Linked DNA regions of Sus scrofa: all the other regions are linked to region 2. The links are chromatin contacts, called in public Hi-C maps. All regions are on one chromosome and are shown on one strand. Each heading gives the region's core, a stretch centred on a gene start, on an enhancer-like site or on the middle of the called end of the contact. The rest is flanking DNA. Distances are from core to core; before and after follow the strand shown.

Region 1 (2,700 bases), core at 49-2,548, 150 kb after region 2:
AAGTCCTGGGGCTGTCACTTCCCTTCTGGGGGCCTCCCGGGTTTCCCCTTGAAGCCAAATTACTATTACAAAAGCCAATCCAACCCGTTTGGGAGTTGAAAGGCACTTTTAATACGTGTGTGAAGAGGCAATGAAGTGCAGGAAAGCTTTGAAGTCACAGAAGGACAGACGGGGTACATTTCACCCACGGCAGTGGAAGTTTCCTGCCTGTAAGGTAATGGTGGTAAAAATGATAATAACAATAAATAATGATCATGATAATGGCATTAGATGTTAGAATGGAGGTAAACAGGACCCCGGACAGAGCCAGCCACTCGAGAAGCGCTCAGCAAACGACGCCGAAGCAGGTGCCAGCCTTCTCCGACCGAGGGAATGCAGACAGGGAAACTGAGGCTCAGAGATCCCCAGGGGGCTGATTGCACCAGAGAGCCCTCCCCCAGCGCCTACTGTGTGCAGCGGGCAGTTGGCCGGGGCGGGTCAGGCAGTTCTCACTGCTCGTCCCCTCTTCCCCCTCCCCCGTCCCCCGCCGGACCTCTCCCACGACCGGGGAGGAAGTGGGAGAAATGGACAGGGAAAAAAAGTTGGGCTGAGCCAACGCCTCCCCACTCCCCACCTTCGCCCCTCCCAAGCCATGCAGACCCTTGCGGGAACGAACCGCGGGACCTAAGCGTCCGGTGCCGGGTCTCCGTCCCGCCCAGTGGCCCGCAGTTGGGTGGGGGAACTCGGAAAGCCGGGAAAACAACAGCCCAGCCCGCCCCTAGCCAACCCCTTCCCCCGCTACGCCCCTGGCGCAGCGGGCAGAGGCGACTCCTTTACATAATCGCAGGCGGGCAGGTTGGCTGTTTCATTTACAGACCCGGGAGCCCAGCGGACCCGAGCCGTCAACCCAAAGCCCGCCCCCAGGTCCCTTCCGCAGCTGGACAAACTGAGGCCCGGGGAGGGCCGGCGTCCGGCCCGCAGTCTCCACCCCTCGCCCCCCACCCACCCCCAGCAGCCCGGGCAGCCGCGACCCACGCCCGCGTCGGTCCTCGCAGTGCGCATAGCCCTCCCCGCCCCCGCTGCCATCCTGCCACGCCCCAGGCGTCGGGGGCAAAGCCCGCGCCCCCCCCCGCACCCGCCTCTGCGTGGAGGCTGGGGGCCTGTTTATCTGGAGTCCCCCACCCCCTCCACCCGGGGGGCCCGCTCCCCCCGCGCCCCGGGGAGCTCTGGGGACAGATAAGCTGGCAGGCTGGCACGGCGCCGCGCAGCGGGGCGGAGAGGTCAGAAGAGGGGGGGCGCGCCGGGGGCGGGCTGGACCCCCCCTCAACTTGACAAAACCTAATAACAGCCCGGTTTCTCCGGCGCAGCGGGCGAAGCCCCACGGGAGGGCAGAGACGTGGCAAGAGGGGACCTGCCGAGCCTGTTCTGGCCTCTGAGGCCGGGGTGGGGGGGCGGGCTGGGCGTGGGGGGGGCCGGCGGCTGCGGCACCTTTAAGACAAGGGAGGACCCCTCTTGCCCTCGGAGAAACCAGGAAGGGAGTCGCGAGCATCATACGGGGCTTTGGCTGTACTGTACAGTTACTGTAGGGGCAGTGACGCCGCCGCCGGAGCGAGGGAGCGAAGAGGGGAGAGCCAGCGAGGGGAGAGCTAGACGCGGACCCCAGAGGCGAGCGGCCGAGGAGCCCAGTCCCAACTCCGGGCCCCGGCCCCGCGCGCCCCGGCCCGGCCCGGCCCCGCGAGGTAAGTCAGCGCACGGCGCGGCCCCCAGCATGGGGTGCAGGGTGGGGAAGGGCTGGGGTCTCTGCGCCCACCTTTGCCCTCGCCAGAAGGGGCGATCCCGGGAGCCAGGGACGTTCCGCAAGTTTCAGAGGAGGGGGTGGCTGGCAGCTGCCGGGAGGCTGGAGGCGCCCTGGATCCCGAGCGCGGGGAGGGGGCGCCGCCAGGGAAGGGGTATTAGGGGCGAAGTGCATAGGCTTGTGCGCCGGCCGCCCCCCCCCGACCCCCCTGGTGCATGGTTTTTTCGGGGCTCCCAGGAGCGCGAGGAGAGGGGGAGGGGAAGCGGGGCTGCATTGAGGGTGGGGGGAGCCGGCGTGGGGAGATAGGGGGGCGCGTCGCGTGCTAAGTTTGCAGCTGGGTACTGGGGGCGCTCTCGCCCCCCGGGGGCCTATTCGGTGCTGCGTGCATACGTTGGAGTTGGCCAGGATTGAGCTCCATGGGGGATGGGGGGGAGGGGGCTGAAAAAACAGGGAGGGGGGCTTTGCAAAGGAGGGGGAAGGGGTGGGGTGTCCGGGTGGGCGGGCGCGGCCGCTGGGGCCTCTGGGCGTCGTAGTCCCCCCGCGCTTGCAGCTGGCAGGTGGCAGGCTGCTCGGACTACAAGTCCCAGGGTGCGCCGCGCCGCCGTCCCGCCGCGGCCCGCGGGTAGGGGCGGTGCGGAGGAGGGGCGGTGAGTGGCGGGCTAGCGAGCCAATGAGCGCGGGCTGATCGCGCGGCGCGGCCCGGAGGCGGGGCCTGCCGGCCCGGAGGCGGGGCCTGGAGCCGGGCTCCCCTTGCCGGGGGCCGGTGGCGGTCCCCGGCTTCCGGCTGCGCGGCCCGCGGGCCGTCCCCCTCCCCGCCCCGGGGCCCCTCCCCGCCTTGGTTGTGTAACCGTCCCCAGCCCCCCTCCCCTCAGCCCCCCGTCCCGGGGGGGGTCACCCACCCCGCGCTCCCTGGGGAGGGCGGCGGC
Region 2 (2,700 bases), core at 107-2,606:
TACATAATCTCTCTGGGCCTGAGTTTCCTCATCTGATGGAGGGATAACTTGTTCACCTGCAAGGACTTCGTGAATATGGCACTTAGAGCAGTACCTGGCAAACACAAGTATTTACCAGAAAGTTATGGGAATAGATGGCCTCCCAGCTAGATCCTCAGGATGGAAGAACTTTCACCCATATGAAGTCCTGGAATGTGAGGTGACTGGGGCTGGATTTTTCTTTTTCTTTCTTTCTTTTTTTTTTTAGTGCCAAACCTGTAGCATATGGGGGTTCCTGCGCTAAGGGTCAAATCCTAGCTGCAGCTGCCAAATCAGAGCTGTATCTGCGATCTGTGCCGCATCCTTCATCTACGCCGCAGCTTGCAGCAATGCCGGATCCTTAACCCACTGAGTGAAGCCAGGGATCAAACCCGCATCCTCATGCACACTAGCTGGGTTCTTAAGCCGCTGAGCTGCAACAGAAACTCCAGTGGCTGGATTCTTACCACAGGTGTTTAAAAGATTAGAGCACCGAGTTAGGGAAAGAGACATCAAACTGACCTTGGAAACCTGGGCTCGGAGCCATCAGTCTGGAGGTCTCTTCTCTACTCCTTCCTGACATCCTGGGTTTACACACTCCCAGGCCGGTGAGCTCACTCCTTACCTGGGAGCACACACCCTCTTAGACGGTGGGGGACAGGGACTCAGAATTCCGGAGTTTTCTTCTCTAGAAGCTGAATGCTGCTTTCCAGACCCCGCCCCCCTCAACACACACACCAGTTCTGTTAGGGAATGATTTTTTTTTTCCCCAAAAGAGCTGGCAGACTTAAGGCAACTGGAAAGGTCTCCAGCCGCACGCTGAATTTAGATAAGCCTAACCCTTCCCAAAGATCAGAACTGGCTAAAATAGACCCCCTGCCGGCGGTGCTTAGAGCTGAAATACCACGATTTTAAAATAGCTCCGCCCCAAGGAAAGTGATTGGATAATTCCCTTCAGAAGATCCAATCAGGAGAAGAGATCTGGTAAATACGCCCAAGCTCCGCCCCCAAAGGTGATGGGGTACACTCCAGGCTCCAGGATGAGGTTTAGCTGAAGGCCCACCCTCCGCGGAAGGTGATTGGGAGGAGTGTGCAGACCGTTGGGAAGAAGGCAAAGGTCCCACTAGAAGAGTATAATTAGCCCACTTCCGTTGGCTACGAGAGGTCCCACCACTGGTGGAAAGCCTTAGTCGCCCAACACTTACGTTTAAAACTTTTCGCTCCGACATCTTTGCCTCCTAGTCTTCTCACAAGCACGAGAGTACTGGTTAGGCTCGGTGCTTATCGAACTTTCCCGACCGTCTGTCCTTTGTATTTCCGCTTACGCCACTCCTTCAGCCGCTGTTATTGGCTGCAGCATATACAGCTTGCCTTTATCATTGGCTCCAGCTTCCGCCTGTCAACATCCGAGTCCCTCGGTCTTCCCTCCCTGGTTGCAACCCTGGGGGCGCTCATCAGAGGTTCCGGCGTTGGTCAGGATTTGAAATTTCAAGGAGGCGTTGCGCCCCCTAGAGGCGATGGGGCTGCCGGTCACGGCATTCCCTGTTTTCGTTTTTGTTTTTTTGGTTTTCTTCCTAGCGCCGCACCCGCGGCATATAGTTCACAGGCTAGGGGTCAGGTCGGAGCTACAGCTGCTGGCCTACACCACAGCCACAGCAACGCAGGATCCAAGCCGCGTCTGCGACCTACACCACAGCTCACAGCCATGCCAGATCCTTAACCCACTGAGGGAGGCCAGGGATGGAACCTGAAACCTCAAGGCTATTAGTCAGATTCGTTTCTGCTGCGTCACAACAGGAACTCCTCTTTTTGGTTTTTTAAGGGCCGCACCTGAGGCATATGGACTTCCCAGGCCTGGGGTCCAATCCGAGCTGCAACAGCCGGCCTTCACCACAGCAACGCCAGATCCCAGCATTGTCTGCGACCTACACCTCAACTCATGGCAATGCTGGATCCTTAACCCACTGAGTGGGGCCAGGGATCGAACCCACATCCTTATGGATACTGGTCGGATTCGTTACCACTGAGCCACAACAGGAACTCCTATTTGTTATTTCCCATGCCACACCAGCAGCATGTGGAAGTTCCTGGGCTAGGGATTGAATGGGAGCCACAGCTGCGATCTGTTCCTCAGCTGTGGCGATGAAGGATCCTTAACCCACTGTGGAGGCCCAAGGGTTGAACCTGCATCCTGGTGCTTCAGAGATGCCACTGATCCCATTGTACTACAGCCAGTCTTCCCTCCTACACACATATTTACTCCCTTATGTCTCCCTATTGCTTGCCTCTGTGTTCATCTTTCTTTTTTTTTTTTTTTTTTTGTCTTTTTGTCTTTTGTTGTTGTTGTTGCTATTTTTTGGGCCGCTCCCGCAGCATATGGAGGTTCCCAGGCTAGGGGTCGAATCAGAGCTGTAGCCACCGGCCTACGCCACAGCAACGCGAGATCCAAGCCGCGTCTGCGACCTACACCACAGCTCACGGCAACGCCGGATCGTTAACCCACTGAGCAAGGGCAGGGACCGAACCCGCAACTTCATGGTTCCTAGTCGGATTCGTTAACCACTGCGCCACGACGGGAACTCCTGTGTTCATCTTTCTAAAGAGGCCATCCCTTCCCTAGCCTCCCCCTTCCTTTTACAAATGTTTGCTCTGTATCAGAGATGTGCTTGGTCACTGGGGACA
Region 3 (2,700 bases), core at 63-2,562, 210 kb before region 2:
AGGAACGACAGGAGCTGATTTGATGTTTATGGTCATTTTTATGATTTTTGCTGGGTTTCTCCCTCCTTGCTGTGCTGTGGCGGCCCTGTGGGGAGGTGAGAGGCGCTCCCAGGGTTTCCCAACCTCCCCAACCCCTCTCCCACTGGCCACTGCCCGCCACCTTTGGGAAGCATTGGCTGGAGAAGAGACTTCGGGAGACACCCCTGCTTTGTTCCCCAACTGTTTGGTAAACAGAGTGATAGCTCCAAGGAAACCATCCAGGGGTCATCACAGCGGCTGGACCCTCCCTCCTCCCGGCTTACAGCCCAGGGCCACCAACTGTCCTCCTGTCCTGTCAGCCCCACCAGCCCATAGCTGGGCTCCCTGGCCAGGGGCAGGCTGGGGGCATTCAGGGAGGGCACAGCTGGTTATTTTTCTACTTGCCTGTACCCCTACCCATAGACAGCCTGCTTGGCACACAGGCTCAGGCTCTGGGGCTGGGTTCAATTCCTGTCCCTGCTGTTTCCCAGCTCTATGGTGTCAGGCACTGGTTACCTCTTCCAGGAAGCCACCCTGGGTTGGCCCCAGCCCACCAGGACTGGATCTCATTCCTAAGGCACCCCTAGTTCTGTTGGTACCCTGTCTTGGTCTGTATTTCGGCCCTTTCTCAAGGCAGGTCCCTTCAGGAAAGTGACATCCCCTTCTCTGCTCAGGACAGATGCTGCTCCTCACTTTCTGCCTGGGCAGTGCTAAGCTGCTATTTGTTGAGCACCTGCTGGGTACCAAACACTGGGGTAAACAGGGCACATGCTTGACCTTATTTCACGCTCACAATCACCCTATGGTCCATTTAGCCAAACATTTATTAAGTACCAACTGAGTGCCAGGGATTGTTCTATGGCTGGGGACATAAAAGGGAACAAAAGATGGACCTGGTGGAGGTGTGGGAGGAGGCTGTGTGTGTGTGGGGGGAGGAACAACAGAGGGAACAGCAGGTGCAAAGGCCCTGCGGCAGCTCCAGGCCTGGAGATTTGGAGGAACAGAGAGGAGGCCTGTGTGGCCAAAGCACAGTGAGTGAGGGGGAGAGAAGGAGGGAGGGCAGAGTGGAGATAAGAACCATGCCTATCACAGAGGCCAAGAGAGTATGTGGGCTGTGCCTTGGGGGTAGAGGATTGCCCATGAATCATTCAGCCTGGTTAGGGCAGGTGCCACGGGCAGAGGCTGCTCAGTGCTGAGAGCAGGGGAAAGGTGCTGGGCCCAGGGCCCACGCCGGGCCTGGCAGGCAAGCACGTGACTGTCCAGGGCCCTCCCCCGGCCCACTGGCTGCCTGCCTCTGCCAGCCAAGCCTGCACCGCCCCAGACCCTATAAGGCCAGGGAGCTGAGAGCAAAGCCAGCTGCCAGCTGCGCCACTCGTCACTCCAGGAGACCCTCACACGGTCCAGGTGAGCATTGTCGGGGTGAGACTAGCCTGCAGGCAGGTGGGTTTCAGGGGACTGCTTGGGGTTAGGGGTGGGGGCAGGAGGCCCAGGAGCCCCTGTTCACACACCCTCTCTGCCTCCTTCCAGCCACTTAGAGGATTACCATGTCTGCACAAGAAGAAGGAGGCCGGGAGGCCCCCAAACCCAAGGGCAAGGTGAGGGCAGGCTTGGGAAGGAAAGACTCCAGATGGGGCCTGGAGAGCCCCCAGATCCATAGAAAGGTGACCTCCACATCCTGGGGGCTGGAGGGGCTTCCTGGGTGGGGTGGGAGGGCTCTGAGGGCCATGGGGCCAATCTTCCTTCCCGTCCCAAGCCGGAGGGTGGGGGTGGGGGGATGAAGCAAACCTCAGCTTCCCCCCACCGCTGGGTTACCTCAGCCCCTCCCTGGGCCTCAGTTTCCCCATTTGTAAAACATGGGCCGTGGAAGGAACAGGTCTTTGGAGATTCAGAGGATGAGTTTTTTCCTATGTCCACGGGAGGCAGGCTGAATCTGCCCATTGCCCAGGTGAGGAAACCGAGGCCCAGAGGGGCTGGGATGCTTTCCTGAGGTCACTCCGGAGCAAGGGCCCAAGGCGGTTTGGGAAGCCAGGCCCATCTGATGCTCCCCTCATGCTGCCTCCGCCACAGCCTGGCCCTACTCACGTTGTCCCCTACCCCATGCAGACCCTGAGCAGCTTCTTTGGGTCCCTGCCTGGCTTCAGTTCTGCCCGGAACCTAGTGGCCAACGCCCACAGCTCAGCGAGAGAGGCTCGGCCAGCCGCCGATACCGCAGGCGCTCCAGCCCCTGAGGCCACCCAGCCCCAGGCTCAGGGTGAGTGGCCAGCTCCATGGGAGGCAGGGGCTCTGGGGGTGGACCCCAGCACTGGGACTTCTTGGGAACACTTTGTAAGCACCTGCGGCATCTCAAGAGACCCTACAAGGCTGGCACACTCCTTTAGTGCCAGAGGGAACCGAGGTATAAACAAGGAAGGTGAGTGGCCCAAGGCAGTACAGCCAGCAAGCCTGGGGGTGTGGACGCGGCAACGCCTCCTCCCGCATTCTCAACCCCTCCTCCACCTTCCCTCACCTCGTTTCAGATGCCCAGAGGACCAGGGACTGGGCATTCTGCATGTCTAAGTTCATCAAAGATTTTGATCTTGGTTTCAGAGAGGAGCAGTGGCTTCCCTAGGGTCACACAGCCTGGGGGGCTCCCCTCTCTCCAACTGCTCATGCTCAGCCAAGGTGCTTGGGGCAGCCCCAGCC

The links. Hi-C and Micro-C count contacts between places; a contact is called where the count stands out from the background.
Region 1: a contact with region 2 is called in a Hi-C map of liver, with 2.4 times the contacts expected there. The contact joins the promoter of ZBTB7A here to the promoter of CCDC94 in region 2. A contact is called at or near these places in 2 of 47 Hi-C or Micro-C datasets (liver and skeletal muscle).
Region 3: a contact with region 2 is called in a Hi-C map of fetal skeletal muscle, with 2.5 times the contacts expected there. The contact joins the promoter of PLIN4 here to the promoter of CCDC94 in region 2. A contact is called at or near these places in 2 of 47 Hi-C or Micro-C datasets (fetal skeletal muscle and heart right ventricle).

Annotation. Positions count from the first base shown.
Region 1 is chr2:74,676,995-74,679,694 of Sscrofa11.1, forward strand. ZBTB7A (zinc finger and BTB domain-containing protein 7A) reads left to right here and starts at 1,299. Exons shown (of 3, transcript XM_003354008.4): 1 at 1,299-1,718. It overlaps LOC110259362 (vegetative cell wall protein gp1-like), which reads left to right. Exons shown (of 2, transcript XM_021084088.1): 1 at 1-1,259; 2 at 1,557-1,648. The coding sequence starts at 373. The coding sequence ends at 1,629. LOC110259661 (basic proline-rich protein-like) reads right to left here. Exons shown (of 4, transcript XM_021085143.1): 2 at 2,674-2,700; 3 at 2,319-2,558; 4 at 2,143-2,212. The coding sequence ends at 2,143.
Region 2 is chr2:74,526,977-74,529,676 of Sscrofa11.1, forward strand. CCDC94 (coiled-coil domain-containing protein 94) reads right to left here and starts at 1,357. Exons shown (of 8, transcript XM_013994769.2): 1 at 1,224-1,357. The coding sequence starts at 1,247.
Region 3 is chr2:74,317,312-74,320,011 of Sscrofa11.1, forward strand. PLIN4 (perilipin-4) reads left to right here and starts at 1,313. Exons shown (of 8, transcript XM_021084054.1): 1 at 1,313-1,422; 2 at 1,546-1,613; 3 at 2,122-2,269. The coding sequence starts at 1,563.